Linked DNA regions of Mus musculus: regions 1, 2, 3, 5, 6 and 7 are each linked to region 4. The links are chromatin contacts, called in public Hi-C, HiChIP or PLAC-seq, Micro-C and promoter capture Hi-C maps. All regions are on one chromosome and are shown on one strand. The core of a region is the stretch at or near the end of the contact, and the rest is flanking DNA. Distances in the headings are between cores, read along the strand shown. Region 1 holds the start of Slx1b (SLX1 structure-specific endonuclease subunit homolog B (S. cerevisiae)). Region 2 holds the start of Mapk3 (mitogen-activated protein kinase 3). Region 3 holds the start of Sgf29 (SAGA complex associated factor 29). Region 4 holds the start of Sbk1 (SH3-binding kinase 1). Region 5 holds the start of Ypel3 (yippee like 3). Region 6 holds the start of Sult1a1 (sulfotransferase family 1A, phenol-preferring, member 1). Region 7 overlaps 4930456A14Rik (a long non-coding RNA gene).

Region 1 (3,788 bases), core at 280-2,779, 420 kb before region 4:
GAAGATGGAGACAGGAAACTGGGTGGCTGAGACAAGCCTTGACAATATGGGAAGGACTGGGCATTGTGCTGGACGTCTGTAGCCATAGCTGCATGGAAGACTAAGGCCAAAGGATCCCCTAAGCTCATGAATTTACAAGCAGCCTGGGAAACATATGGGGACCTGTCTGAAAGACAAAACCAAAGCAAAGATCCACAGTGGAGAGGAACTAGCTGTGGGAGAGCTGAACTGAACATCAGCGTGCATTGTGTCCATCCCTCCTCCTGAGTGTGTACGCCTGTGAAGAGACTGACAGAAATTCTGTATCTTGTCTCTGCTACTTCCAGGAACCTGGAGTGAGGGAACCTGGGAGAATGCTCAGGGTTTCTGAGGGCTGACAGAGCAGGAACACCCTGCTTTTTGAGGTCTGACCTTGGTGACAGTACAGACCACAGGGTTTGACAGTAAAGCCTTGGCAGACTTAAGAACCGAATCTTCATTGTTTAAGTTGGGACCTAGAGGGCTCAGGAAAGAAATCCATCCAAATTTGCTGAAACAATGGCTGGAGGAGAGTCAGGGAAAAGCCACATCCGTGACTTGGCCTCAGGGTCTTCAAACAGCACACTGAGACCAGCTGGGCCAGGTTTAAATTTTAATGACTGTTCAGGCCTAGGCCCCTCATTCACGCCGCTGTCGGGTCCACTGCTCTGGGGTCAGAGTTTTCTGCTCAAAGGCATGGATGTGCGGGAGCTCTTCGGCTAAGCACTCGTTCACCAGCCTGGAGCGAGAGAAGGGAATGGGAAATGAGCGGCCTCAGCTGGAGTGATGGGCTCCGAAGCTAGGGTGACCAAGGAGATCGGAGACGTCTCCAAGAAGTGGGGATTCAAGGAGAGGACAGGAATCCAATCACAAAGGCAGGAGCACCCTCGGGGCTATGGGTCACATCTCCGGGCTTTGGGAATGAGTTGGTCCCACCCATGGCGAGCGGATGCCCGGGCTGCCATCCGGAGCCTGAGGCTTGGCTGGGTGAGAGGCTGGCTCCCGGGGCTCACCGGTGTCTCTGGAGCAGTGGCTTTCCCTCGAACTTAGCCGACACCACCAGGACTCGGAAGCTGGTCGCGCAACGGTTCAGAGTCGTGTCCTCCACCTCCTAGCGGGCAGAAGACCCGGACGATGGAACACGCGCCCAGGAGTCCTTCCCCACCGCCCGCGACCTCTCAGCATCGCACTCACCACATGCTCTGCCTCCAGGTCCTGCCGCAGCTTCTCGCGGAGGTAATCGGCGCTGAGTTCCATAACCACAGCCCGGCGGGGCTACAGCCCAGCGTGCAAAGAACCTCGCCTCGGGTCCCGCCACCTCGCTTTCCGCCCTCACTGCAGCCACTTCCTCCACGCCGCTCACTTCCGCCCTTCCTAGGGCGGCTTCGAAGGCAGCACTTCCGCCTCCTGGCTCCCTTGAATTCCCAGCACTTGGGAGGTTTCCTCCCAACAGTTAGCCAATCCGAGCCGGACTGGAGGGCAGCCAGTCCTGCGGTTCCGCTTGCACACCCTCCTCCTGCCAGCAGGCGGCGCAGCAAGTCGCTCTGCCGGCTTTCCAGGAGTTTGCAGGACCATTCTCCCGTGCTTTTTCCTAAACCAAGGTTTTGCAGTCCTGGCTACCCAGCCCTTTCCGAGGTCCGAGGTCCCAGAAACCACCCCCAACTCTGGCCCTTCAACCCAGAAAGTCCGGATGGACCATGCAGCAAGACCCGGGCGCTTCTTCGGTGTCTACTTGCTCTACTGCCAGAACCCTCGGCATCGGGGCCGCGTTTACGTTGGATTCACTGTCAATCCTGCTCGTCGGGTCCGGCAACACAACGCGGGTCGCAAGAAAGGTGGAGCATGGCGGACCAGCGGGCGAGGACCCTGGTAAGAAGGCGCGGGTGTCTGGTCGGAAGGCTCCGCGTAGGAGGCGGGCCGCTAGGGCAAAGGAGTGACAGAGGCGGGACCGGTTTTTTTTTTTTTTTTTTTTTTAGATCTGGGGCGGTGCTGAGTCCCTGGCCTGCCACCAGAGCAAGCGTAGCAGCGAGGTGGCACCTTATGTATATCAACACTCTGCGATGGCTGGATTAAAATTTGTGATGCTTAATTGGATTACGAGTGCACAAGTTTAGGGCTGCTTTGTAACTCCACTACCAGGGTATCAGACGCCCTCTTCTAATCTCTGCACATACGTACCAAACATTCATGCACATAAATGGATTTAAGAAAAAAAAAAATCAGATACAAAAGCTATGCTATGCAATTAACCTAGGTCCTTATCTTAGGGTTACTATTTTTTAAAATAAAGATTTAAAGATCTATTTATTCATTTTATGTATATGAGTACAGTGTAGCTGCCTTTAGACACGCCAGAAGAGGGAATTGTATGCATCGCAGATGGTTGTGGGCCAGCACGTGGTGGCTGGGAGTTGAACTCATGACCTCTGGAAGAGCAGTCAGTGCTCTCAACCTCTGAGCCATCTCTGCAGCCCCCTAGGGTTACTATTGTTACTATTGTTACTATTGTTGTGATGAGTCACCAGGACCGAAAGCGTACTGGGGAGGAACGCGTTTATTTGGCTTACACTTCCATGTGAATGTGCTTTCATCTCCTCAGATGAAGGGGTGAGAGGAGAGCCGTACCCAAGCTGTGTGAATATATGGCTTGGGCTGAGCCAGAGCGTTTCTTTCTCTGTTCTAACTATCCCTAGGCCTACCCCTGGAAGCTTCTAACCTCTGTACAATCTATTCTTCCAAGATGGCTGATTCAATCCGGCTTCTCTCAGCTTTTGACTGAATTGCTCTGCTTGGCCTCATACTAGCCTTGACAATCTGTTCTAATCTTCTGGCTCCTTCTCATTCTCTGGCTCCTTTTGTCTTCACCGGTGTCTAGCTTGTTCTCTCTACAACCTGTCTCTGTAAAACTTCCCTGACCAAACTTCCATACACATACAGCCCTCCCTTCTCTCTGCTTTTTTTTTTTTTAAGAATTATTTTTTTATTTAATGTATATGAGTACACTGTTGTATCTTCAGACACACCAGAAGAGGGCATCAGATCCCATTACAGATGGTTGTGAGCCACCATGTGGTTTCTGGGATTTGAACTCAGGACCTCTGGAAGAGCAGTCGGGTGCTCTTACCCACTGAGCCATCTCACCAGCCCCCTCTCTCTGCTCTTAAGTAGCTTCTCTTTCCTGTGTTGTTTTCATGTAGGTTGGACATCTGCCCTTTAATTAGATGTCATTTTCAAACATGGCTGCGTCTACAAACTCACCTTACCTTCACTGTAGGGATGAAAGGGCGTGTCTGCGTTCCAGCAAATCATACTGTAGTCCAGGCCGTGTTGGCATTCCAGCCCCATCATATAGACCTGGGCCTTTGGATGTGATTCCTTACCAGAGCAGCCATGTTGCTGGATTAAAATTCCTCTATGTTTCCACTTCACGTTCATCGTTGGAGGAAGTCAGGACAGGAACTCAAACAAGAGCTGATGCAGAGGCGGTGGGACCCAAGGCCACCAACTCAGGGGCTGCACCACTCACAATGGCTGAGCCCTCCCACATCAGTTGTTAATCAGGAAAATGTTCTACAGGCTTGCATGTGTGTGTGTGTGTGTGTGTGTGTGTGTGTGTGTGTGTGTGTGTGTGTGTAGAGCCTGATCTTATGGAAGAATTTTCTCGATTGAGGTTCCCTCTTGTGTCAAGTTGACATAAAACTAGCCAGCACAGTGCCATCAACAGATGAGTGGGTGAAGAAAATGGGACATATACAAGATGCAGATTTTTA
Region 2 (4,170 bases), core at 805-3,304, 490 kb before region 4:
AACTGGGGGAGAAGAGGAAGCTACTAACAGGAACTGCCGAATTCAGGCAGACTCTCAGGGCCCCTCACCCTTCCTTGAGCCCCCGGCCTAGCCAGGGGCAGGAGTGCAAAGGCTTGGCTCCACCCTGTGACTCTAGGGTCCTCAGGTTCCCCCTCTTAACAATACAATGTGGTTTGAAAGCCTCCACTGCCTCCATGTTGGATTAAGTATCGCCCACTCCCCTTCCCCCTAGAAGGCACTGCAAAACTTAACACAGAGGAGCCTCGGTTTCCTTATCTTTGAAATGGACACAGTAAAACTCATCCGTCACACAGGGAAGCTAGAAGGTTGAATTAGAACCAAAGCACTAGGCCTGCCCAATACCGGTTTTCTTCTTTGCTTTCCATCCAGTGTGAGGTCTCTAAAGAAAGAATCGTGAGTCTGTTGAGCAAGAACAGGCTGTGGGCAGAGACTGGGTCATGTCACAGACCTGCAGATGTCAGAAGACAAAGCTCCCATAGAGATCGTTTTTTCCACAGCATTCTCCCTCCCCACACACCATACTGGGGCACAGAGCAGAAAGGGATGTGTTCAAGGCCACTCCACTTGGCTGCGACAGACCAGGATCCAAGGCCTGCCAGTGTGCTCTCATGCTCTGTAGACTCTCTGCTAAAAAGTTACTTTGCTGGGGTTTTTTTTTTTTGGAGGGTAGTACAAAAGATGACCACAGACAACAGAGCCAAGCTCCCTAGCTTTACTCTGGGGCTGTGGCTAAGGTGAAGGATACACATCTCTCATGGCTTCCAGGGTGGGCGCTCTGAGGATGTCTCGGATGCCTATAACATTCTCATGGCGGAATCGCAGCAAGATCTGGATCTCCCTCAGCGTGCGCTGACAGTAGGTTTGATGCTCAAAGGGGCTGATCTTCTTGATGGCCACTCTGGTCTTGCGCACGTGGTCATAAGCTGAGCTGAGAGGGCCAGAGAGATGTGGCCTTACAAAGGGGGAATCCAGGCCTGTTGGCCCCACCCAGGTCTTGGCAGGGACTGGAGAGAGGAGGAGAGGGTTCTGGCCAAATGTAAACAATGCTGGCTCCTTCCTGCTGTGAAGGCCTGGGATCTCCAGGGGAAAGCTGGGTATCAGCCAGGCAGCCTTTCAGTGACTTCACAAACAGAGGAAGAGAGTGGCCACTCACCGACTTCCTTTCTCCTGGACCCTCTTACATTCTAGTTGCCCTCACCCTCCTCCCCTTTCCCAAGCTGGACTCTCTCAATCCCAGACAGGTCCAGGGGATAGGAGTTAAATGGAGAAAGTAGATGAAGCCTAGAGGATTCAGTAATGGGACAGGAGAGAAGAGATAAGGAGGGGCAGGCAGGTCTCCCTGTGCGGTTCCTGGGTCAGAGCTGCTCCCATAGGAACAAAGGCCCAGAGCAGAGCACACAGTGGGGCAGCGAGAACTCACAAACCCGTATACCACAAAATAAGGCACATTCTAGAGACCCTTCCCTACTTTGGGCCCCTAGCCTTGCCAGGGGCAGAGGTGCAAAGGTTTGCCCCACCCTGAGCTTTGCTCTCCTCTCTCAAACTCTCTGTCACAGCCTCATCAGGGGGGAACCAAGGCTCCCACTACCTGCTCGTGGGTCCCTCACTCCCCCTTCATCCTCTTAGCTCCACCTTTATCTCTAGGGTCCCCCAGGTGCCCCTCCCTTAACAATACAAGGTGGCTTCAAAGCCTCCAACCCCCCTCCCTGGAGAAAGTAGCGCCTAGTCCTCCAGAAGTCACTGCACGATACTTCCCCTGCGACACTCCCTGAGCCCCCCATGTCCCGAGCACACACCTGCTGTCCCTGCTCCGAAGCCCCCTCCCGGGACGCCCCCTCACCTGACCATGCCGTACGCGCCCTCGCCGATGTACTGCAGCTGCGTGTAGCGTGGGCCCACATCGAATGGCTGCCCCTTCACCACCTCCACCTCCCCGGGGACCACCGGGACGACCCCAGCAGTTCCCCTGGGCTCCCCGCCCCCGCCCCCCGGAGCCGCCGCCGCCGCCGCCATCTCCACTCCTCCCGCCTCCCCCCGCTGCCCCGCCCGCGGCCCCGCCCCTCCCTACCGCCCTGTCACCGCGGGGCCGCGCGCCAGGCTCCGCCCCCGCCCCCGCGCGTCCCGCCCCCGCGCCTGCCGGGCGAGCCTGCGCGGGCCCGAGACGTCACATGGTCTCCTGGGCGCGCACCCGGCTTTCCCGCCTAGTTACGCTGTTCCTTCCCTGCCTTGGCCACTAGGGTACTTTAGTCTGCCAAGAGAGTTCTGCAGCCCCAGGGGCCAGTGGCCCTCAGTAATGCTAAGGGAACCCACCCGGCTTACAGTTAACCTTTGAAGACCTGCCTCACATCTTTGTTTCATTTAAACAGATAGTGGTAATCCAGGCTAGCCCCAAAGGCTCTCTATGTGGTGGAGGTTGGCCTTGAACACATCCTCCTGCCTTTAGGCCTGAGCCATCATACAGATTCAGGATGCTACTAGGCAAGCATCCTACCACTGAGCCACATCTCCATCCTTTCTTTTCTCTCTCTCTTTCTTTTTTAAGAGGGTCTCTTGACATGGAACTGGCTGTTCCAGAACTCACTATGTAGACTAGGTAACCAGGCTGGCCTCAACATACTAACTCGCCAGTGCTAGGATTAGTTAGAAGCTGTATGTATCACCATGCCCAGCTTCCATAATTTCTTATTCGTTTATTTGCCACATTTATTAATTTTGTGTGTTGGAGCGTAAGTATGTCACAGAGCCTGTGTGGAGGTCAGAGGACATCTGATTCCTTCCACCATGTGGGTCCCAGGTGTCCAATTCAGGCTGTCAGACTTGGTAGGAGTGGGCCACCCTGAGTTGCTGAGGGAGTATATCTTACGTTTTATAATGAGGAAGCAATCTGGAGGGTGGTGGACGGCAGGCAGCACTGTGAAGCTGTGAAGTCGGTCCTGACTCCAGTGTGAAGACACAGGCCTGCAGGGGGGCTCAGGTGTGTGCTGAGGCCCCAGTGTCGTACAAATCCTCTGCCTGATTGCCCAGAGGACGTGCAACCCAGCTCACTTCACGGGAGAAGGAGGGAAAGGGTGGTAGCTGTGGACAAAGGTAACTAAATCAATTTAAATTCACTGTCACCTTTTCTCTGTCTCTGTCTGTCTCTGTCTTTCTGTCCCCCCCTCCCCCCACGCTGGGCTGGTAAGATGGTTGGGTAGGTAAAGATGCTTGCCAAGCAAGCCCAAAGATCTGAGTTGGATCTCTGGGACCTTCACAATGGAAGTAGAGAATTAGCTCCTGCAGGTTTTCCTCCAACCAACACAAGCATGCTATAGCATGAATGTGGACAGACACATATTCACACACAAAATAAATAAAATAGAATTTAAAAATTACGTGCATGTCTGCCTACAGGTATGTGCACATGAGTGCAGGTGCCCACCAAGGCCGGAGGAATCAGACCTTCTGCAACTAGAGTTCTAAGAGGTTGTGAGCCACCTGATATAGGTGCCAGGAATCAAACTTGGGTCCTCTGGAAGAGCGGTATGTGTTCTTCAAGGTTAACACATCTCTCCAGCACTAAGGATGTCATTTTTAAGTTTGGATTTGACAATCTGGAAAGATGGCTCAGGGATAAGAGCACTTACTGCTTCAGCAGAGACTCTAGGTTCAGTTCCCAGCATCCACGTGGCAGCTCACAAGCATGTAGCTCCAGGGCATTCAGCATCTTCTTCTGACCTTCGAGGGCTCCTGCATACACATGCTGCACTCAGGTACCTCTACACATTATTTACTTAATAAAATAATTAGATTTGACAAAAACAACCAGAACCCTGTGATCACTTGGAAGACCAAGGTAGGATGACTGTCAGTTTGAGGATAGCCTGGGCTGTACAGTGAGCTCCTGTCTCTAAAGGCTTGTTTATGTATTTTATGTATATGACTGCTCTGTCATCGGAAGAGGGCATTGGATGCCATCATAGATGACTGTAAGTCAGAATGTAGTTGCTGGGAACTGAACTCAGGGTCTCTGGAAGAACAGCCTCTTAGTCACTGAGCCATCTATCCGGCCCCAGGATCCTGTCTCTAAGTGCATAAATAAAATAAAAATCACTCCTTTGCTTCTAGGTTCCGTCTGGTCCCTGCAGATGGATGGCTAGGGATCATATCATG
Region 3 (4,152 bases), core at 1,619-4,118, 380 kb before region 4:
GCTCAGTTTGGGCCACATTTGAAATGTCTATCAGATACTCAACAGGAGATGCCATGCCAGAGCTGGATTTAAAAATCTGCAGAATTCATGAGACCAAGTCAGGAGGATCACCATAAGTTCAAATTCAGTCTGGATTACAGTGAAATCCTATCTCAAAATGATGATGGTGGTGGTGGTGGTGGCGGTGGCGAGCTGGGGTAAAGGCTCAGTAGTCAAGAGAGCACTGGCTATTCTTGAGGACCCAGATTTGATTCCTAATACCTACATGGTGGCTAACAACCCTCTGTTCCAGCTCCAGGGGGCCCAGTAACTACCTCTTCTGGCCTCCGCATGTGGTGCATAAATATACATCAAGCAGGGCTAGAGAGATGGCACAGCGGTTAAGAGCACTGGCTGCTATTCTATGGGTTTGAGTTAAATTCCCAGCACCCACATGGTGGCTCATAGTCATCTGTAATGGGATCTGATACCCTCTTCTGGTGTGTCTGAAGACAAAGACAATGTACTCATATACATAAAATAAATCTTTTTTTTAAAAAACTACATCAAAGCTGGGGGTGGTGGCACACACCTTTAATCCTAGCACTTGGGAGGCAGAGGCAGGTGGATCTCTAAGTTCGGCTACACAGAGAACCCTGTCTCGTAAAAAAACAAAAAACAAACAAACAAAAAACCAAAAAACTACATCAAGCCAAACACTCATATAAATTAAAAAATATATATTTTTAGAAAACAAAATGTTGCCAGGCATAGTGGCCCATGATATTAATCTTAGCACTAGGGAGGCAGAGGCAAGCAGGTCTCTCTGTGAGTTCCAGGCCAGCGTAGAATGAGTTTAAGGACAGCTAGAGCTAAGGAGACCCAACTCTCCATATATTTGCAAAATACTTTTAAATAATAAAAACATAGAAACAAACCTAAATAAACATAAAACTCAAGCTTGAGTTCAAGGTAGAATTGTGGGGCTGTGACAGCCAACCCCAACCTCATGGTACTGTGTACCTGCTCTATCTACCCCAGTCAATTAGTGACACTTTCCCAGAGCGTTCAGACCTGTGTAATAATTTACACATAACTCCCCTGTGATGGCCAGAGAGATTTATGGTACCAGGCAGTCAACCCTTCAGGGCCTTCTTATCTTTGCCCTGCAGGCAAGATAAGAATAAGATAATTGTGTTCCTGCTTTCTGCGTTTGTAAACTTGCTTATCTGTGGGACTGGGATGAAGAAGTGTTTTATTACTATACAATGGGAAAGAGAAACAACATGGGGAGAAAAACAATGACCTGGCCCAGCTATGGATTCTATAGATAATTAATTGTAAGAGTCACCGTTGCTATCTACCTTTATAACCCTTCCTTCCTTTAACTTTTTTAAAGACTTATTTATTTCGCTGTCACTGTCTTCATGCACACCAGAAGAGGGCATCAGATCCCATTACAGATGGTTGTGAGTCACCATGTGGTTGCTGGGAATTGAACTTAGGACCTCTGGAAGAGCAGTCAGTGCTCTTAACTGCTGAGCCATCTCTCCAGCCCCCTTCCTTCCTTTGGATCCCTCCACACCACATGGCATGCTGTTTGGCTTTAAGGCTGACATCCTTCTGCCTATTACTGCCTACTGCCTAGCAGTAATAAATAAAAGAAATCCATTTCATCTAAATTTGAATTGAGCCTAAGATTTGGTCTTTCCCTGTGGATTCTAACACCACAACATTATACTGATCTACAAGATGTAAATTTGAGGGCCAGTGAGATAGCTCAGCAGATTCAAGTGCTTGTGCCAAGCCTGATACCCCGAGTTCCATCCTAGAAGCCTACATGATGGAAGGAGAGAACTCCTGAAAGCTGTCAATTGACCTCCACAAAAGTGCCATGGAATGAACATGCCTGCCTTCACACACACCAAATATTTTTACAAGATAGAAACGAGAGCACCAAAATAAATTTTATTTTTATTTAAAGTGTGAAATAGACAATGTCCAAGGAGGGAACAGAAAGAAAGGCAAGATGAAGAAGGGTTTATGTATTTTGATGGTACAACCGTTAAAGATGAAGCAATGGAAGCAGGAGTTCTTTAGAGGAGAACCGAGGCAATGAAAGAGGATGCTACCAATCCTGTATCACTGAACTTCGGAATCCAGAAGTCAAGGTGGCTTTGTTAGAGCTGTTTCTGTGAAACAGCATGAGTCAAAGCCTCCCTAGAGAAAGCTGAACATTGACAGGTAGGGGAAGGTGCTGATGAGTAGACGCAGACGTCCTAGGATACATGTGTCAGCCAACACAAGAGTGAGCTGGAGAGTGGATGAAGTTACTGTTGTGAAAATGGACACCTTTAGAGCATGTGCAGTCTGTAATCTCAGCACTCGGGATTGGGGGAGGAGGACTGCGATCTCACGGCCAGGTTGGGCTACCAAAAACTAAGCTTTTGAGAAAGTAGTAAAATGTGCTGATGTCTGGGACTCACATCAGCTGCCGGCATCTAGACTAGCCAGCTCCAGCCGCTTCCCACCTCTTCAGAGAGGTAGGGCGCACGCGCAAGCCCCAGGGCGCCGGCTCCCACAGCCCCGCCCCCTTCCCGTCCAGGGCGCGTGCGCGTCTCCTCAGACGCCGCCTCGGCGAGCCGGGCGCCGGGCAGGAACGCTGGCCTTTCGTTCCCGCGCTGCTTGGAGGTACCTTGCCATGGCCCCGTCCCACCTACCGAGCACAGGAAGAAACAGCACGTCGCGCTGGTAACTGCGATGGCGGGAACAGGCGAATCCCTGGAACGTTTCCTCACAGGGTAGTCTCGCACTTGCGTTCGAAGGTTCGCGGCGCGTCAAGAACCACACACGCTGTTTCTCTTATGAGCGCGGTCGAGCGCGGAGGACTCCTCTGCGCATGCCGGGTACTTCTCTGTGACGTGCTGCATTGCACTCTGGGAAACGTAGTTCTTACTTCGACACCTGTGCTTTGATGTACTTAATCATGATTTAATAGATCAGAGTCAAAGGAACAGAAAAGCATGCGTGAAGCCTCGCTTCGCATGTGAAAGGTGATGGGAGCGGATCCTCTGCACCAGAAGAAAACAACAACAAAACCACATCAGATTGTTGGGGATGAGGAGGGAGGGCCCCAGGACGCAGATGAGAACTCTGTACTTTAAGCTGAAATTTGCCGTGAATTTAAAATGTATCTGAAAATATTTTTAAATTCCAAATAAGCAGTTTTAGGTTTAGTACTTGTATTTTACAGAATCTTCCCAGCAAATAAAAGATTTGGACATGCAAACATTTAGCTACATCTTTGGATACCTACCCTGTGGATGCCTGCCCAGTTAGTGCAGTGGTAGGACACTTGCTTAGCATGGTCCCGGGCTCAGTCCCTAGGGACTGCTCCCACCCTAACTATCCTAATATTTCGTACATAACACCTAAAAAAATCAATATGGTTTGGTGGTTAAGAGCAAGTACTGCTCAATCGTGAAGACCAGAATTAGAATGCCAGCACTTGGGTCAGCTGGCTCAGACTGCCTGTAACTCCAGCTCCAAGGGATCTAATGCCCTCTTTTGGCCTCTGAGGGCACTGCACAGGTGCACATACACATATACATACGCCTGGACATAGAATAAAAATATTTTTGAAAATCTTTTAAAGTTTATAATTACATATTGTTATTCTCTGATAGAATTACAAATGCTATAAGGTCAAGATCATTAGACATTCCCAGTACATAGCACTGTGCCTGGCATACAACAAGCTATCAGATATTTTTCTATTAGGAAACCTTACATTTTAACACTGAAACTATTTTAGCCCCTAGACTAGCAAAGAAATTAATGTATATATATATATATATATATATATATATATATATATATATATATATATATATATGTGTGTGTGTGTGTGTGTGTGTGTGTATACATATATATATATATGTGTGTGTGTGTGTGTGTGTGTGTGTGTGTATGTATATGAATGAGTCTGGGGAGATGCCGAGCAATCAAAAACATGTACTGCTTTTGCAAAGAGCCCGTGTTCAGTTCCCAGTGCCTACAGTAGTGGCTTATAACGATCTGCAATTCCAGCCCCAAGGGTACTGATGTGCTGTCCTCTGGCACCTGCACTCACGTGCACATACCCACACGGAGACACATACTTTTTACAGTTTG
Region 4 (3,867 bases), core at 252-2,751:
CCGGCATTCCCTGGGTCCTGGGGTTTAGGACATTTGTTGAGGCCCTCTTGATTGTAGATGCTTTGGAAAGCTTAAGCAAGAATCCAGACTCACTCCTGCATCGTAGAGGACACAGTGTCCCAGTCCCGGACTTGGCCCTAGGTGTTCCCCGGGTCAGAAAAAGGGAAAACACTCAGGTTTGCTGTCCTTGGGACTTAGAGGGGCAGAAAGGTGCTCTGACCCGAAATGGTTTCTTCATTCAGGGTACCTCCCTCCCCCAAACTAGCTGTTCACTGAGAGGGCTTGTCCTCTCCCTGTTCTGCAGGGAGCACAAAGAGGGACTGGATAAAGAGCCCCACTGAGACCTGAGCTGGGGTCTCAGAGTCAGAAAATAAGAGACTCATCCTCTCAAACACGCCCCTTCCCTGCCCTCTCAGACAAAGGCACACACCCAAAGCCCCAGCTGTCACCCAGAGCTGCAGAATGCAGGCACCTCTCACCTTTGGGCGCCCCAAATTTTCTCTTTCCTGTGGGGAGGGTGGGTGTCACTTAAGAACTCAGCTTGGTCTTTGGGAGATGATAGTTACGTGTCTTTATTCTTCAAAGGACCTAAGGTCTAAGGCTCCAGGCTATTCCGGGGAGACTCTCCACCTTCTAACCCCTCTCCAGGGCGTCGCAACTCCTCTCTCCCGGGGTCCGAAGCTGTGCCCAAATCTCAGGGTTGGGGTGGAAGGTGGGGGAAGGGAGAGGAGGAGGGGGCGGCTCCTCCAAGCGAGACACAAAGAGACGTCCTTCAGCCTCGGCTCCATGGCGACGCTGAGGAGGGGGAGCGCGCACTCTGGACTTCCTTCCCCACCTGCAGGACTCTAGGGACCTCGGTACCACTCACCTGCCGCCCCTCACCTGGGTCCCACTTACCTGGGCTGGGGCCGCGGGGACGCCGCGGCAGGGGGCCTGGGCGCCGTGTCGATCTTCGTCTGCCCGGCCCGAGAGGGGCTCAGGGCACCACTACCACCATGAGCCGGGACGCTGAAGGCGTCGCAAGGGGCTTGGTCGCCCGGGTCCCGAGGCTTTGGGGTGCCCGCGGCTTCTCGTTAGCAAGAGGATCTTGCTGTCCTAGGTTTGGGGTCCCTGTGTGCCGGAGTAGCGGATTAGGGAGGCTAGCGCCCCAAGCCTGGGTCTCTCTGTGTCTTGAGGTGTGCGGTTGTAGCAAGCAGATCTTGGGGGGCCCGGGTTGGATCGGTCGCTGCGTCCCAGCAGCCGCGTGCGAGGATGGAGGTCACCGCTCAGCCGCTGGGGGGTTCGGGCGCCGCCGCTGCGAGCAGCCCGGCCCTGCGGGCTCCTGCCCCGGCCTGGCGCGGGCTGAGGCTGCGGCTCCGGCTGAGGCTCCCGCTCCGCCCGGCACTCGGGCTCCAGCGCCGGTGCCCGCCCGGGCTGCGCTCCATCGCGGCCTCGCGGCTCCGCCTCCCGCCGGCGCGTACCTGCCCGCCCGCCGCTCCGCCCTCCGCCTCGCGCGCCGCCGCACGCGCCTTTGTCCGCCGCGCCGGGTGCGCGCTCCGCGCACGCGCACTCCCGCCGCGCCCTCCCGCCAGGCGCCACGGGCCTGGACCTCCCCACCGCCGCGGGAGCCGCACGATGCCCCGCCCGCTTTCCGGCCACGCGGGGTCCTAAGGCCCGCCGGTCATTGGCATAAGCTTCTTTTTCTAGGTCAGAGCCCAGGAGGGGGCCAGAACGAGGTTAGAGAGGGCTCGGGGGAGTCACAGAGGGTCACCTGGTCCAGCTGCTTGGTCCCCGAGGGGCTAGACTGTCCCAGACTATTCCAGCCTGTGCTTGTGGGGCGGAGCCTGGATCTGTTTCAAAGAAGAAAAATAAATCCGAGCTCTCCTATTCAGAATGCACTCGCTCATTCAACTACCGGTCCATCTGTTCACCCGCCTGTCTGCCCATTCATCCTTCCACCTATCCATTCGATTTCCAGGGGACCTCATAAGACTACTAGGCTACTCAGAGACCTGGGGTCTGTGGGGCCGTGCAGGGTTCAGGCAGAACTTTCGAGCTCTGCTGTAGGGAGACCGCGAAGTAAGTTTAAGGAAAAGCTGGGATTAAAGGTGTATAGCAGAACGGAAGAAGGGGGTGGGGGGTTCCTGGCTGAAGCAGCAGCTGTGCAAAGCCACCCGGGTGTGAAGAGCTTTGTTCATTAACCGGAAATTGTAGCCTGGATGCAGGTGGGGCGATCGAGCAGAGATGGCGACAGAGTGGGAACAACGAACGCATCCTTCCAGAGGCCCAGTCTCCCATGCAGCATACTATTTTATTCATAGAAAAAGCCCCCGACGCACCCAAAATCTCTCCTCCTTTTAATCTCTGATCAGATTGTTTTCTCAAATTAGCATCCTCTTCCAACCACTCCAGCTGCTGGTAGAACTTTTAGAGCTGGTTATTGCAAACTCAGGTAGCCTTAGGTGGAGCTGGGAAGACGGCTTATTAAGTAAAGTGCTTGCCAGGCAAGCATGAGGGACTTGAGTTCCTCCAGTGCCATGACACCTGTAGTTCCAGCCCTGGGAAGGCAGAAACAGGTGGATCCCAGGGACCAGCCTGATCTGATCCGTGAGTTCCAGTGAAAGACCCAGTCTCTGAATAAATAAATAAGTACGGGAGGGGAGAAGGGGAACCAAGCGAGATGCTGCTAAAGACCAGGGTTCAGGCCCCCAGGACTCAGCTATGGCTGGGCAGGTGTAGCAGCCTAGAATCCCAGCATTTAGGAGGCAGACAGGATCCCCAGAGCAAGCTGACTAGCAAGACTAGCCGAATGAGTCAGCTCTAGGTTCAAGTGAGAAACCATGCCTCAATTTGTAAAATAGAGAACAAGAGAATCAACCTCCGTCTGCACATGCACACACATGCATGTGCACCCCACATACATGCAAACACACACATATGCATGCATACCACGCACCCACAAAAAGTTAAATGAGCTGGGGAGGGATTGAAGAATACACCTGATAATGTCAACTTCTGCCCTCTACACACACACACACACACCTAAGTTGAATAAACTACAGACAGGAACTAGAAATGTGGCTCAGTCTTGGCATAGGGAAGACCCTGGACTCAGTCCCCAGAACTGGACGAAGAAACGAAGAAACAAACACCCAAAGCTGATGCGCAGACTTCTGCTTGGCAGCCCACACTACTGCTACTGCTACTTGTAATCCTAGCCCACCTTCCTCCCACTTTTACTGAAAGTTAGTTTTCTGGAAACCAGGTCCTTTGTGGGCACCAGCTCTGTTGAGAACAATGTCTCTTAGGTTGCATTCCTAATGAGCTTGCCAAGCATCCCCTGTCCCCTCCAGGGTAAAGCTTACGCTGTATTGTGGTGTGAAGGAAAATGGCCTCCATAAGTTCTTAGAGAGTGGCACTGTTAGGAGCTGTTACCTTGTTGGAGGAAAGTGTGTCATTGGGGGTAGGCTTTGAAGTTTCAAATGCTCAAGCTAAGCCCAGGGTCACTCTCTCTTCTTGCTGCTTGAGGAAATGGGTATAGAACTCTCAGCTACCTCTTCAGCGCTCTGTCTGCCTGTCTGCTTCCATGCTTCCCGCCATGATATTGGGTTAAACCTCTGAACTGTAAGCCAGTCCCAACTAAATGTTTTCTTATAAGAGTGTCTGTGGTCACGGTGTCTGTTCACAGCAACAGAAATCCAAAGATGCCCTGTGCTGCAGGCTGTCAGCATCTAGTGCCTGCTTGCCACACCAGTCCAGGGAATCTCTCTTCTCCACTCAGCCTTGGCATCAGCAAGCTCTTCTGGAACATCAACTTCTTGCTTTTCCACATCTTTGTACATTTGGTTCCTTCCGTCCATAACACCAACCTTGTCTGCTAATTTCCAC
Region 5 (4,066 bases), core at 675-3,174, 500 kb before region 4:
TAAGGAAATGAGACTTGAGGTTGTGAAATCAGATGCTAGACAGCATCAGAAGTGACAGGAGCTATGCAGAGATCTGGGGACCTAGTTTCCACATTGCTACAGAGTCTTAGTTGTGTGATCTTGGGCAAATGTCCTAGCATCTTCAGACCTCCTTGTCTTCTGGAACAGACTCTGCCACCAGAATAGCTGTAATGATCGAGAGACTATGTGCCATGTGTTCACATGCATGGCAGATAAGCAATTGATAAATGGTGATTCTACATGATGCTAATCATCTAGGACAGGGGTGCAAATCCTTCGAGGGAAGAGAACACCCTCAAAGCCCTGCAATGGACAAACGCCAGTCACTGGGGAAAGAAAGCCAGTTTGTGCTGGGCCACTGGTACTCTGAAAGGCAAAGGCAGATACTTTTAAGGAAGAAGGGATGAGGTTAGGTCAAAGGCCAGCCTAGGGTCAGAGATCTCAAACTCACATATTTCCAGCCCAAAGTGGTCTTGCAGTTCTCACAGTGGATGTCAGCGACAGCATGAAGACCTGTCAGCAGCACCCGCTCTTCTGCTGGCCCGCAGCCCACATTCACTCTGTGGGGACAAAGGGTAGTCCCAGGGAGGGTCTCAGCAGCCCAGAGCCACCCTCTAGCTAGTATGTTAAGTGTCTGGTCTTAGCCTCTAAGAGGAGCCTGATCATGGCTTCCTGTCAGAAACAAGGGACTCTGGGAATATCAGCATACCAGGGAGTCACAGGTCACAACAGAGGTCAGGAAAAGAAAGGAAGGAGATGAATACTCACACAGAGTTGAAGAGGTAGGCACGTCCCTGACTGCCCTGGAAGGACTGGAGGGTAGTGGGGAGACGAGAGGAGGGGGTTAGGGCTATTGGTGGGGAGTTGCCAGGCAGCCCATTGCCATTCTAGACTAAAATGTGACCTGCTTACCTTGGAGATGAGGTCGTCGTGGTTGGCCAGGTGAGCACGGCAGTGGGCACAGCTATACCTCCGGTGACAGTCATCCAAGTAGGCCTGAAACGTCTTGGGCTTTGAAATCCGCACCATGGCGGGGGCCAAGGGCAGTGGCCCCACGCGGGGAGCGGCCCACGGGGAGCAGAGGGAGCCCAGTGCCTGCCAGGAAGGAGAGGTGGACGATCAGGACTAAGGCCACACACATGTAGACAAGCCCAGAACTATGGGGACTCTGTCACACTTGGCTGCTCTCTCCTTTCCCTAGAGCCAGCAGTCTCACCAGGGACCAGAGTCATCTCAGTTTTGACTCACTGAGGAGGCCTCAGGTTGCATCAGCGGGTAAACTGAGGCTAGGAGGAGCTCTAGGTGAGTCACCCACCAGCTTCTGGCCTCACCCCTGCTGAGCTGGCATCTGAACTGGCATCTGAAACGTGAAGAAGGGGCTTCAGAGTGGATGGGCTGCCAGTTTTCAGTTTTGAGGAATGGGGGGGGGGGGCAGAAACTGACTGGTCCTTGGGACCCTAGTTGGACTAGTGATAGGGCAAATGTGGGGTATATGGAGTTCGCTTGGGGAAAGGGTCTCTCACCTGGAGGAGGCAGGCCTCCCCAAAGGAAGAGGGTCCCCTAGAGAGAGGAGGGGTTTTTACCTGCAGGCGCTGAGCCTCATCTCCGCCGAGGGGAATCTTACCTGCATCGCCAAGCCTTACCTGAGACCCCGGGGCTCACCTGGGGCGAGGGGATGGGGGCGTGCGCGGGGGAAGGGGCAGTCCTCGCTTGCGGGGCGGGGGCGCGGGGCAACGCGCAGAGACGTCGGTCCAGGCCTCACCTCGCCTGGGCGCGTGGAGGGCCCGGTCCGCGGGGTGGCCTGGCCTGGGAGTGGGGGGCGCTCCTGATGGGCGCCGTCCCCCCCGGCCCGGTTCACAGCCGCCTCGACTTGTTTACACCGAGACCAGCTGCTGCCGCGGCTGCGGCGGGAGGGGGAGGGGGCCGGCCTCCTGTCCCGGCGGCCTTCGTGGCCAATCGGAGCGCCTCATGCAAATGAGGGGGCGCGTCATACGGCGGCCAGCGCAGGCTGGGCTGCCCTTCCCCCTGCTCCGGGCTCCCGCTAGCCGTCTCGCCCGGAAATGCGGCTACGACTTGCAGCCTAACCCAGAGGCTAACCCGGGCGTGATTGCACCTCTGCTGCTCTGCTATCTCGGGTGCTCAGAGACAAGGATCCTAACCCGGCATGGGGCTAATAAGAGCGTGTTATCTGTATGCAAACCCCTGGGAAATAGTCGTAATTGTCTTCGTTTATCCACAGACCACTGTCTCCATTTGACCAGTTTCCTGAGGCTTGGAGAAGAGATCCTCTCCAGAGATTATCCAGATGGTAAGAGTCAAAGTTGGAATTCACACTTTTCCCAAGCACGTGGAACAGATTGTTAGAAGGGAACTAAAGGTGTCCTTCTATTAGACTCCCAGGAACCAACGCTTTAAAAATCTCTACTGCTGAGCATCATCTGCTCCAGGCATTCTCTGGTATGCCTGACCTCGAGGTTTCTGTAGGTCTGACCCCAGTGAAAATGTCTGTTTAATCGTGTGTCTGGTATACTTAGACTTGTGTTCACTGCAGAGTCCCAGGAACCAGGCAGGCTTGAAAAGTGCTGCACTGGGAATATTTATTAAATGAACTCCAATGTTGGAGATCAGAAAGTGGACAGCAGGTACTGTGGGAGAGCCTGCGAGCTAATCCATGCCTGCCTGCTGCAGTACAGCTCAGCACATAAGGTGCCCAACATCAGTAACATGAGGAAATTCCGTCCCTTGCATATGCCTGGGTCTCTTAATGGTTTCAGGACAACCACTCATCTCTGAATCTCTAGAGTCTAGGTCCAGGACGCTTGGGCTAGCATGCTTTAGAGTGGAGGCCAAGCTGGCACAGGGTGTGGTGCCACTCTGCTGGGTCTGGAATGTAGTGGAACAAGTGGGCCAGCCTACTGACACCCCCAGGCTTTTATTTGCAGGGGTGTCAGTGGGCAGAGTCTCACTTTGTAGCCCTGGCATTATAACTCACAGAAATCCACCTGCCTCTGCCTTCCAAGTACTGAGGTTAAAGCCTAGGCCTAGCTCACCACAGGCTTTCTTGATCTCTCCTAAGATGCTATGTGCACTTGCTTGCAGTAAACTCTGAGCTGCATTCATGGTATGCAAGCCTTCTACCACCAACTTCCATCCCCAGCCGCTAATGCCATCTTTTTAGCCTCCCGAATCGACCCTCCAACCCCTTGTTCCATGAACTATGTTACTGACAAGAAAATATTTATTTTTTAAGAGAAAGACAGGACAGGGCCTCAGGCTGAGGAGGCTGGGTCTCTTCTTCCTGCTTGTCCAGGTAGTGTCTCAGGGCTGTGGGGTAATCGGTCATGACGCCATTGGCTCCCAAGCTGAAGGCCACTTCAAAATCCGATTCTTCATTAAGGCACCAAAATAGCACCTGAACAGAGGAAGAAAACAAGTTAGTTTCCAAACACCAACCCCAAGCTTCCTTTCGCGTCCAGGAGGTGGCAGCCCCTCCTTCTGCACAGACCTCCCAGAACCGGGTGTCCTGGAGCTGATGGTTATCTTTTTTAGAAATTTCCAAATTGGTTATTAAACACAGCTCCTGTCAAAACTTAGGTATAGGATCTTGGAGCCAAGTGTGGCCATGCATGTTTGTAACTCTGCACTTGGGAGGCCATCTGGGCTACACAGAGTAGCAGCCCGCTGGGGTTAGCTAGTAAGCCTCTGCCTCAAAAACAAATACATAAACCATGTAATTACATGAACTTGCAGTTGAACAGTCTCAGAACTCAGGATGCAGAGGTAGGTGGATCTCTGCAAGTTTTAGGCCAGGTCTATATAGTAAGTTTTAGGCCAGCCAGAGTTGACAGTGAAACATTGTCTCAAAACAAACAAGGAATTCAATAAAAACAAAAGTAAAGCTCTTAGTGTGGTGGTACAATGTTTGTTTTTATAGCACCGAGATAGAAGGGAAAGGAATGCAAAGATACCTTGTGTTACACAGGGAGTTCAAGGGCCAGCCTGGGCTGTATGAGACCTGTGACAAACAATCCAAGAGCTGGGGCTG
Region 6 (4,194 bases), core at 1,141-3,640, 400 kb before region 4:
GTAGGTGATGTCCCCCACTTTAAGAGCTGGCAGTCTTCAGTCACCTTACTCTTAGCTAATGAGGGTGGGGCCACCAGCAGTCAATCTTCCCATTGGATTTATCTAGTCTTCTCATCTACAAATATTTACACAGCCACTGACCTCCCAGGAACTATAGCTAGTAAAACTGATTTGTGGCTGGGCAGTGGTGGTGCACGCCTTTAATCCCGGCACTTCGGAGGCAGAGGCAGGTGGATTTCTGAGTTTGAGGCCAGCCTGGTCTACAGAGTGAGCTCCAGGACAGACAGGGCTACACAGAGAAACCCTGTCTCAAACCTCCCCCCAAAAACTGATTTGTGATTACTTCTTGTTTTTAGCCCCCCCACCCCCACCCAAGTATCTTAGTGCCAAGCAATATGCCTCTTCCAAGACAGAACCAGGGTAGAGACAGACCTTTTAAGTATGCACAGGGCCAAAATGGATTCCTCAGGAGTTCTCTCACACAAAATGCCACATGTGGACTTAAGGTTTAAGCTTGTTCTGGGGATAAAGACACGAACTTTAAATTAAAAAAAAATAAAAGTCATACACACATATATTGTTTATGTGCAAGTGTGTACACATATTTATGTGTCATGTAGCAGTCAGTTCTCTCCTTTCATTGTAAGAGTCCTGTGGATTGAACTCAGACCATGAAGCTTGGCAGCAAGTGCCTTTACCATCTGAGCTATCCTGCTGGTCCAAAGCTGGACCCTTTGGTCTTTATTCTTCTTTCTCCCTGCTTCAGTGGCAGCAGGTGTACCAGCAAAGCTTTCCAGTCTGTAACCTGCGAGCAAAATGTTGGGAAAGATACAGTTCTGAGCTGCAACTCAACACTGTCCCTCCAGCGATGCGGCTCTGCTGGTGGCCCTCTGTATAGGTACCAAGTTCTGAGAGGATCCCCTCTCCACTGGTACCAGTTCTCTTCATAGGTGCATGCTAGTAGATCCCATGGCTCTAAGGCCTGGCACTGGATCCGAACGCCCACCCACAAGAAAAAAGATGACATAATATATGAATATATACATTCATACCTGCAATCTTAGCCCTTGACATGCTGGAGCAGAATTGCCACAAGATCAAGTCTACCCTGGATTACATGGTGAATTCCTAGTCAGCCTAGGATCCAGTATGAGACCTTGTCTCTGTCAGTTCCAAAGCCAGCATTCTTTAGGATCTCTCGAAGCAGTTCTCCTCTACTAAAGGAGCCATTCCCTTATTCTGGCAGAAGGAACAGATCTGTGGTACCTATTAGCACACTAAAAGGCATGCTGGCATCTTGGCTCCTCTCGCTCCCCTGGCCCAGAGGCTCCCTTTCTACCAGCTTCTCACTGTCCTATAACCCAGCTATCTCAGCTACGCATCCCCCAACCCCACTCTCCAAGTCCTCGTCTTTGTCTTCATCTCTTGCTATCCCATGCCCAAACCCACTTCTCATGGCCAAGTCCAGTTTTCTGGTCATATTCAGTCCACTTCTTTCTCTCTGGACTCTTCCAGATCACTATGGCTGAACTCTCCCTAGCATCTACAATAAAATCCTCCCCTCAGTCACACCTCGGAGTGGTCCTGTCATCAGTCTACATAGTCTCAAACAAACACAATTTCCTCTAGAGAAATGGGAAGTCTTGTCCTGATGCCCAGCTTTGCACAGCTCTCCTCTGAGATGACAACTCTGTAAGGGTCAGGAGGTGCACAGCTGTGGTACAGGAGCCTCTGCAGCCCCAGTGCAGCTTGATATTGCATCTTCACTCCAACAGCAGACAGAGGTCAAGGGGGCACTCCTCACTCCTGGAGGTGTGTCTCTCCCAGCTGCAGCCTCTTGTCTTTGCAGAGGGTGAAAATCTTTCTAGGGACTGATCTCCACCAGTCACGTGTGGTATTGGATGAGGTAGACTAGAGCCATGAAGGCAGGGGCACCTTCCAGGGCCTTTAGACTCACACTCCCATGAACACCCCTCCAACTCTGTTGCACCTCTAGTTCCTTGACCTTGCTCCTTCCCATCATTCTGGACTTTCCCTGACGTCAGAGGTTCCAGGCATCGCTGTGGTTGCTCTGATCGAAGCCCAAGGTGTCCTCAAGACTGGCTTGGAGCCAGCAGGTGTCCCCATCTGGCTACTTTCTTCCCTATGCCAGAGTGGGTTAATTAGAAAAGTCCCATTGTTCTACCTTAAGTTTAGGTAAGTTAGGAAGGAGTCAGAAGCAGAGCAAAAGAAACCCACTGTCCATGCTGTGGCCTGATTGGTGTTTTGTTTTGTTTTGAACAGGCTAAACCCACAGTCCACAGTATGGTTAACAGAACCCTGCCCTACTCCACCTCCTCCCCTTTTTGTTTCTGGAGAACAGCCAGTCCTAGCACTGTTTCCACTTCCTCCCACTTGGGACACAAAATCTCCAGCTCAAAGACCAATTCTGCATTCCCCACATTGCAAAGCCTACACAAAGATCCCTACCACTGAGCACCGAGGGAGGCATGGCTCAGAACCCCAGGTGAGTGGCAGAGTGGGGTGGCCACCTTGTCCTGCCCAGATACTGGTTCCACTGCTCTTCAAGTGCCAGCTAGTCCTTACACTTTGATTAGTCTGCCTGACTGCTGCCTGGGCCTCTAGCCTCTCTACTTTCTCCATGCATACCCCACCTCAGAAGAGCAACTGTGGTTTGTCTGAGTTCCCCTCCGCTCTGGCTTGTTTTAGAATCCTTTTTATTTTAGTAGAAAGTTTCTCCCTACCTTGCAACAAGCTTAATAGCTAAATTGGTTATATTTGTCTCAGAGCAAAATAGGATATCAGTTCTAGATGGGCTGAGGCATTTCTGAAGATAACAGGAAGTTCAAGGGGAAAAAAATAGAGAGAGGCCATGGCCTGAAGCTGCACTAGGAAGTAGTGAAGACTCGGCTGGTGCCTGCCGTTTTCTCATGTATGAGCTGGAATATCCTAGGAAACAGCACACATTGGACTGATTCTACCTCAGAGTGTTTTAATGCCTGGACTATGTATGCTTGGGCACTAGGGACATGGAACAATGTTCCACAGGTGATCAGACATAGCACAGTGGTGACTTTTGGTGGAGATAGATTTGCCTTTGATCCCAGATCTACCTGCCACTTTGGGGGGCTCTGCCAAAGCCCCAGGATCCCCGTCTTAAATCATTTAACACATGGTACTGTGGACTTGCTAGAGAAGTGGGTTTTACTCTGTTCTCAATGCAGCAACATGGAGCCCTTGCGTAAACCACTGGTGCCTGTGAAGGGAATCCCACTCATCAAATACTTTGCGGAGACAATGGAGCAACTGCAGAACTTCACAGCCTGGCCTGATGATGTGCTCATCAGCACGTACCCAAAGTCTGGTGAGCGAGCAGTGGTCCCCACCACACACACACTTTGGTAAGCAGGTCAAGACTCTGAGCCTCGCTCACCTCTTGCTCCTCCCTTTCCAGGTACTACCTGGATGAGTGAGATCATGGATATGATCTATCAGGGTGGCAAGCTAGATAAGTGTGGCCGGGCCCCCGTCTATGCCCGGATACCCTTCCTTGAGTTCAGCTGCCCAGGGGTCCCCCCAGGTATGTGCATGGGGGTGCTAGAGACAAGTGGAAAAAGGTAGGACCGGGCCCCAGTTTAACAAAGTTCCTTGTTCAACTTAGGTCTTGAAACTCTGAAAGAGACACCAGCCCCACGGATCATTAAGACACATCTGCCCTTGTCCTTACTCCCTCAGAGTCTGCTGGATCAAAAGATCAAGGTAAAACCAACCAACTAACAGAAAACCCCAGTTATGGTAGTGCTTTTCAGCATGTGGGAAGTAGAGGCAGAAGGACTGGGGGCAACTGGCTACACAGCAAGTCCAAGACCATGTCTCACTCAAAAAGACAGAGAAAAAGAAAGAAGGAATGGAAGGGGGGGGTGAGAGGATGCAAGGGGCCTTTTGGGGGTCATCATAGCTTTGGTTTGTTCTTCTGGGAATTGTGGAACTATTCAAGCCCTATTTCATCTCATATGGAGGGTTACTGGCTGTCACTCTGGAAGGGCTCCGATAACAAGGAAAATGGAACTCTTTAGAGATGCAGAGTCTAGGTGTTCACAGGACACACACAGAGCCTGCTGGGACTCTGACTTACCACGTGGATGTGCTGACAACAAAGGAGTCAGATAAAACAGTTCAACAAATAGCCAGGAC
Region 7 (3,695 bases), core at 753-3,252, 260 kb before region 4:
AAACCCTAAGTAAGACACCACCTTAAATGACAACAAGCACCCATCATCCATCCCACTTTTTGGGAATGGGGCATTGTCCTCGTTAGACTGCTTTTTGCTGTCTGGGGGATGACAGCATCTTTTGGGAGCCCTAAGAAAATTGGGATATTGGCCAAGTCCTAGGAAAGCTAATTGTATCATTCGTTGATCAGTCTCTGTGTGATGGGAAAGTGCAGGGATTAACAGAAGTCCTGGATGGAACAGTCTGTCAGGCTAGACCATGAACATTTTGAAGTTGTTCTGGATGCAGATTTTTTGGGAAACAGTTACTGAGGCAGCCTGTGAGGCCCGATCACCTAGGCTACTTGTCTTGTCTTCTTTGTTGTCTGGTTCCTTTGCTCTGTAAGCTTTTAAAGGTAATATCCATTTTTTGCATTAACACATGTATGAAATATGCAGTATTGGGGCTGAAGAGATGGCTCAGTGGTTAAGAGCACTGACTGCTCTTCCAGAGGTCCTGAGTTCAATTCCCAGAAACCACATGGTGGCTCAAAACCATCATGCAAAAATCAGTTAAAGATGACTTGCTGGTCAATGTTGGAGCAGAGAAGGCATCTGTCTTTTTTTTTTTTAAGATTTATTTATTTATTTTATATATGTGAGTACACTGTAGCTGTACAGATTGGTTGTGAGCCTTCATGTGGTTGTTGGGAAATGAATTTTTAGGACCTTTGCTTGCTCTGGTCGGTCAACTCTGCTCCCTCAGTCCCTGCTTGCTCTGGCCCAAAGATTTATTTATTATTATACATAAGTGCACTGTAGCTGACCAGAAGAGGGCATCAGATCTCAATATATATGGTTATGAACCACCATGTGGTTTTTTTGTTGTTGTTGTTGTTTTGTTTTGGTTTTTCGAGACAGGGTTTCTCTGTGTAGCCCTGGCTGTCCTGGCACTCACTTTGTAGACCAGGCTGGCCTCGAACTCAGAAATCCGCCTGCCTCTGCCTCCCGAGTGCTGGGTTTAAAGGCGTGCGCCACCATGCCTGGCCCACCATGTGGTTTTAAACTCAGGACCTTCGGAAGAGCAGTCAGTGCTCTTACCCACTGAGCCATCTTGCCAGCCCCTCTGTCTTTCTTTATGAATCTGTTTGGACTGCTGTCATATAAATTTTCATCCATGCCATCTGAAAGATGGCATGATAAGTCCTGAGGAGCCAGTAGTCAACACCATCTATTGGCCATGCAGAGACATTTTCACGTCGCAGGCAGGCTCCGAGATGTTCCCATAGGGAAGGGTCAGAATTCATTTTACCTGTTTTGTTCTTGGTTTCTTTCTTCATTTCTGCAACCAGGATTTTCAGGAGGTCTCCCTGGATCAAATCCAATCTTTATTCATTTCCATGGAAACAAAGACAAAACCTCTCCCCAACACAACACGTTTCCTGCCTTCAATCCGAGGAGATCATATCCATGTGCTGATCTAGTCCAGCAGTTTTTTTCCATAATCCAATGTCTCTCAGCAGCTGTTGTTTTTGCTTATTTACATTTAAAATCTTAAAGTTAATAAAGCAATATGTCATCTACCCCATATTCTCCTTCTGTTTTATGAGTGTCTCCTTTAAAGTGTAGTTAGATCTTTTTACATTCGTTTGACCTGTAAAATTGTGAGATATGCCAGTAATATGTTTCATGCCATAATGTCTAAAATATTATTGTATTCTAGTGAATACACATGTCAAAGTTTCATCAGCTTCAATCTGTAAAGGCATTTCCAAGATACCCATCACCTCTCATAAATGTGTAATCTCAGAGTCAGCCCTTTTAAAACTTGAGGCAGAAACATATTGAATTCTTGACTAAGTATCAATTGTATGATGTATTAACATATGTATCTTAATTTTCCAAACTTTACAAAATAAAACATATAATCAATTATTTGCCATTGCTCTAAGCATCATTAAACAGAATCTGTATTCCTCAGCATAAATAAATCTTATCTAGGAATTTAGCAGGCTGGCATTCTGCAATTTTACCACAAGGTGGAGATGTAGGCTTTAGATTAGATTCCTCTGACACTCCTTTGTTCTGAATCAAGGATTTTTCGGATCTTTTCTTTCTTCTTCTTTTTTATTTTCCCCCCATTAATTTATTCACTTTACATCACAATCACACACACCCCTCCCAGTGCCCCCTTACAAACCTCCTCCCCTGCTTCTCCTCTGAGAATGGGGAGGCCTCCCCTGGGAATCACTCCACCCTAGCACATCAAGTCACTACAGGACTAGGTACATCTTTCACTGAGGTAAGACATGGCAGCCCAGCTTGGGGAAAACAGGATCCACTGGCAGGCAACAGATTCAGGAACAGCCCTGCTCCGGTTGTTGGGAGGGGTCCCTCATGAAGACCAAGCTGCATATCTGCTACAGATGTACATGGAGCCTAGGCCTGGCCTATGTGTTCTCTTTTGTTAGTAGTTCAGTCTCTGGGAGCTCCCAAGGGTTCAGGTTAGTTGACTCTGTTGGTCTTCCTGTGGAGTTCCTGTCCCCTCTGAGTCCCTCAATTTTTCCCCCAACTGTTCCACAAAACAGTTCCATCTAATGTTTGGCTGTAGGTCTTTGCATCTGTTTCGGTCAGCTCTAGCTGGAACCTCTCAGAGGACAGTTATGTTAGGCTCCTGTCTGCAAGCATCACAGAGTATCATTAACAGTGTCAAGGATTAGTTCTTGCCCATGGGATGGGTCTCAAGTTGGGCCAGTCATTGGTTGGCCATTCCCTCAGTATCACTCCATCTTTGCCCCTGCACTTCTTATAGGCAGGCCAAGTTTTAGGTTGAAGGTTTTGGGGGTGGGTTGGTGTTTCTGCTCTATCTTTGTCCCTGCACATCCTGTAAGATACATTTTGGGTCAAAGGCTTTGTGGGTGGGTTGCTTTCCTTATTCCTACACTGGGTATCCTGTCTGGCTACAGGAGGTGGCCACTTCAGGCTCCATATCCCCCACTGCTAGAAGTCTCAGCTAGTCACCCTTATAGACTCCCTGGAGCCTCCCCCATCCCAGGTCTCTGACATGTCCTAGAGATGCCCACACCTCTTGCCAGCTGCTGGTTTTCCGTGTCTTACTCTCCTGGCCTTCCCTCCCCAAAAGAGATGGCCCCCTTCCCCTACCCATTTCTTCTCCAATTCCCTCTCTCCATCATCTCTGATCACTATTTTATTATTTACACCTTCTGAGTGAGATTCAAGCATTCTCCCTTGAGCTTCTTATTTCCTTCTTCTTATTCCTTGGGTTTCTTATTCCCTCCATCTTATTTAGCTTCTTTGGATCTATAGCATGGGTATCCTGTACTTTATGGCTAATATCCATTTATAAGTGAGTATATATCATGCATATTCTTTGGGTCTGGATGCCTCATTCAGGATGTTATTTTCTAGTTCCATCCATGATGTCCTTGTTTTTAATAGCTGAGTAGTATTCCATTGTGTAAATGAACCATAGTTTCTTTATCCATTCTTCTGTTGAGAGGCATTTATGTTATTTCCAGATTCTGGCTATTACAAATAAAGGTGCTATGAACAACAAGGCAAGTGTCCTTGTCATATGGTGGAGCATCTTTTGGGTGCTCAGGAGTGGTATAGCTGAGTCTTGAGTAGGACTATTCCCAATTTTCTGAGAAACCACCAAATTGATTAGCAGAATGGATGTGAAAGTTTGCACTCCC

Evidence for each region. Promoter capture Hi-C pulls out the DNA fragments that hold promoters and counts their contacts. A called contact is a pair of places that touch in the nucleus more often than the background predicts. HiChIP or PLAC-seq counts read pairs in DNA pulled down with a chosen protein or histone mark. Capture Hi-C pulls out chosen DNA fragments and counts their contacts.
Region 1: a contact with region 4 is called in a promoter capture Hi-C map of pancreatic islet. The contact joins the promoter of Slx1b here to the promoter of Sbk1 in region 4. A contact is called at or near these places in 3 of 39 promoter capture datasets (cranial neural crest, pre-B cells and stem cell-derived epiblast-like cells), 1 of 15 datasets of contacts at CTCF or cohesin (embryonic stem cells), 5 of 484 Hi-C or Micro-C datasets (B cells, embryonic stem cells, liver and 1 more), 6 of 115 datasets of contacts at active chromatin or transcription factors (T-cell acute lymphoblastic leukemia, embryonic forebrain, embryonic limb bud and 2 more) and 2 of 9 other capture datasets (liver and pancreatic islet).
Region 2: a contact with region 4 is called in a Micro-C map of embryonic stem cells, with 5 times the contacts expected there. The contact joins the promoter of Mapk3 here to the promoter of Sbk1 in region 4. A contact is called at or near these places in 5 of 484 Hi-C or Micro-C datasets (CD4 T cells and embryonic stem cells) and 2 of 115 datasets of contacts at active chromatin or transcription factors (embryonic hindbrain and pancreatic cancer cells).
Region 3: a contact with region 4 is called in a promoter capture Hi-C map of pancreatic islet. The contact joins the promoter of Sgf29 here to the promoter of Sbk1 in region 4. A contact is called at or near these places in 2 of 39 promoter capture datasets (cranial neural crest and second pharyngeal arch cranial neural crest), 4 of 484 Hi-C or Micro-C datasets (embryonic stem cells, pro-B cells and uterus), 5 of 115 datasets of contacts at active chromatin or transcription factors (T-cell acute lymphoblastic leukemia, embryonic stem cells, forebrain and 1 more) and 2 of 9 other capture datasets (liver and pancreatic islet).
Region 5: a promoter capture Hi-C map of cranial neural crest shows a contact between it and region 4. The contact joins the promoter of Ypel3 here to the promoter of Sbk1 in region 4. A contact is called at or near these places in 3 of 39 promoter capture datasets (the C10 cell line, cranial neural crest and pre-B cells), 2 of 484 Hi-C or Micro-C datasets (both in embryonic stem cells) and 3 of 115 datasets of contacts at active chromatin or transcription factors (double positive thymocytes, embryonic hindbrain and pancreatic cancer cells).
Region 6: a contact with region 4 is called in a Hi-C map of liver, with 1.7 times the contacts expected there. The contact joins the promoter of Sult1a1 here to the promoter of Sbk1 in region 4. A contact is called at or near these places in 1 of 39 promoter capture datasets (liver), 3 of 484 Hi-C or Micro-C datasets (the C10 cell line and liver), 1 of 115 datasets of contacts at active chromatin or transcription factors (embryonic limb bud) and 2 of 9 other capture datasets (embryonic stem cells and liver).
Region 7: a contact with region 4 is called in an H3K4me3 HiChIP or PLAC-seq map of embryonic forebrain, with 3 times the contacts expected there. The contact joins the enhancer-like site here to the promoter of Sbk1 in region 4. A contact is called at or near these places in 14 of 39 promoter capture datasets (the C10 cell line, the HPC-7 cell line, cranial neural crest and 7 more), 3 of 15 datasets of contacts at CTCF or cohesin (embryonic stem cells and large pre-B cells), 49 of 484 Hi-C or Micro-C datasets (B cells, the G1E-ER4 cell line, the HPC-7 cell line and 18 more), 20 of 115 datasets of contacts at active chromatin or transcription factors (astrocytes, craniofacial prominence, differentiating embryonic stem cells and 12 more) and 3 of 9 other capture datasets (embryonic stem cells, liver and pancreatic islet).

Annotation. Positions count from the first base shown.
Region 1 is chr7:126,693,524-126,697,311 of GRCm38.p6, reverse strand. It overlaps Slx1b (SLX1 structure-specific endonuclease subunit homolog B (S. cerevisiae)), which reads left to right and starts at 1,529. Exons shown (of 6, transcript NM_029420.4): 1 at 1,529-1,887. The coding sequence starts at 1,709. Bola2 (bolA-like 2 (E. coli)) reads right to left here and starts at 1,312. Exons shown (of 3, transcript NM_175103.3): 1 at 1,213-1,312; 2 at 1,032-1,129; 3 at 619-757. The coding sequence starts at 1,275. The coding sequence ends at 658.
Region 2 is chr7:126,757,510-126,761,679 of GRCm38.p6, reverse strand. It overlaps Mapk3 (mitogen-activated protein kinase 3), which reads right to left and starts at 2,054. Exons shown (of 9, transcript NM_011952.2): 1 at 1,862-2,054; 2 at 767-949. The coding sequence starts at 2,034.
Region 3 is chr7:126,648,025-126,652,176 of GRCm38.p6, reverse strand. Sgf29 (SAGA complex associated factor 29) reads right to left here and starts at 2,868. Exons shown (of 10, transcript NM_029339.3): 1 at 2,700-2,868.
Region 4 is chr7:126,270,130-126,273,996 of GRCm38.p6, reverse strand. Sbk1 (SH3-binding kinase 1) reads right to left here and starts at 1,501. Exons shown (of 4, transcript NM_145587.3): 1 at 898-1,501.
Region 5 is chr7:126,774,821-126,778,886 of GRCm38.p6, reverse strand. It overlaps Ypel3 (yippee like 3), which reads right to left and starts at 1,924. Exons shown (of 5, transcript NM_025347.3): 1 at 1,784-1,924; 2 at 934-1,116; 3 at 790-833; 4 at 473-581. The coding sequence starts at 1,050. Gdpd3 (glycerophosphodiester phosphodiesterase domain containing 3) reads right to left here. Exons shown (of 10, transcript NM_024228.2): 10 at 3,242-3,433. The coding sequence ends at 3,260.
Region 6 is chr7:126,674,614-126,678,807 of GRCm38.p6, reverse strand. It overlaps Sult1a1 (sulfotransferase family 1A, phenol-preferring, member 1), which reads left to right and starts at 2,390. Exons shown (of 8, transcript NM_133670.2): 1 at 2,390-2,506; 2 at 3,225-3,364; 3 at 3,455-3,580; 4 at 3,662-3,759. The coding sequence starts at 2,490.
Region 7 is chr7:126,526,803-126,530,497 of GRCm38.p6, reverse strand. All of the region lies in intron 1 of 4930456A14Rik (a long non-coding RNA gene), which reads right to left. Among named protein-coding and RNA genes, the nearest start is that of Atxn2l, 25 kb to the right of the region's middle. Within about 2 kb of position 2,002, at least 27 of the 459 cell types and tissues checked have an H3K27ac peak or open chromatin away from gene starts, as enhancers often do. A contact at or near this core is called in cortical neurons, embryonic forebrain, nephron progenitors and 1 more, where this site is marked.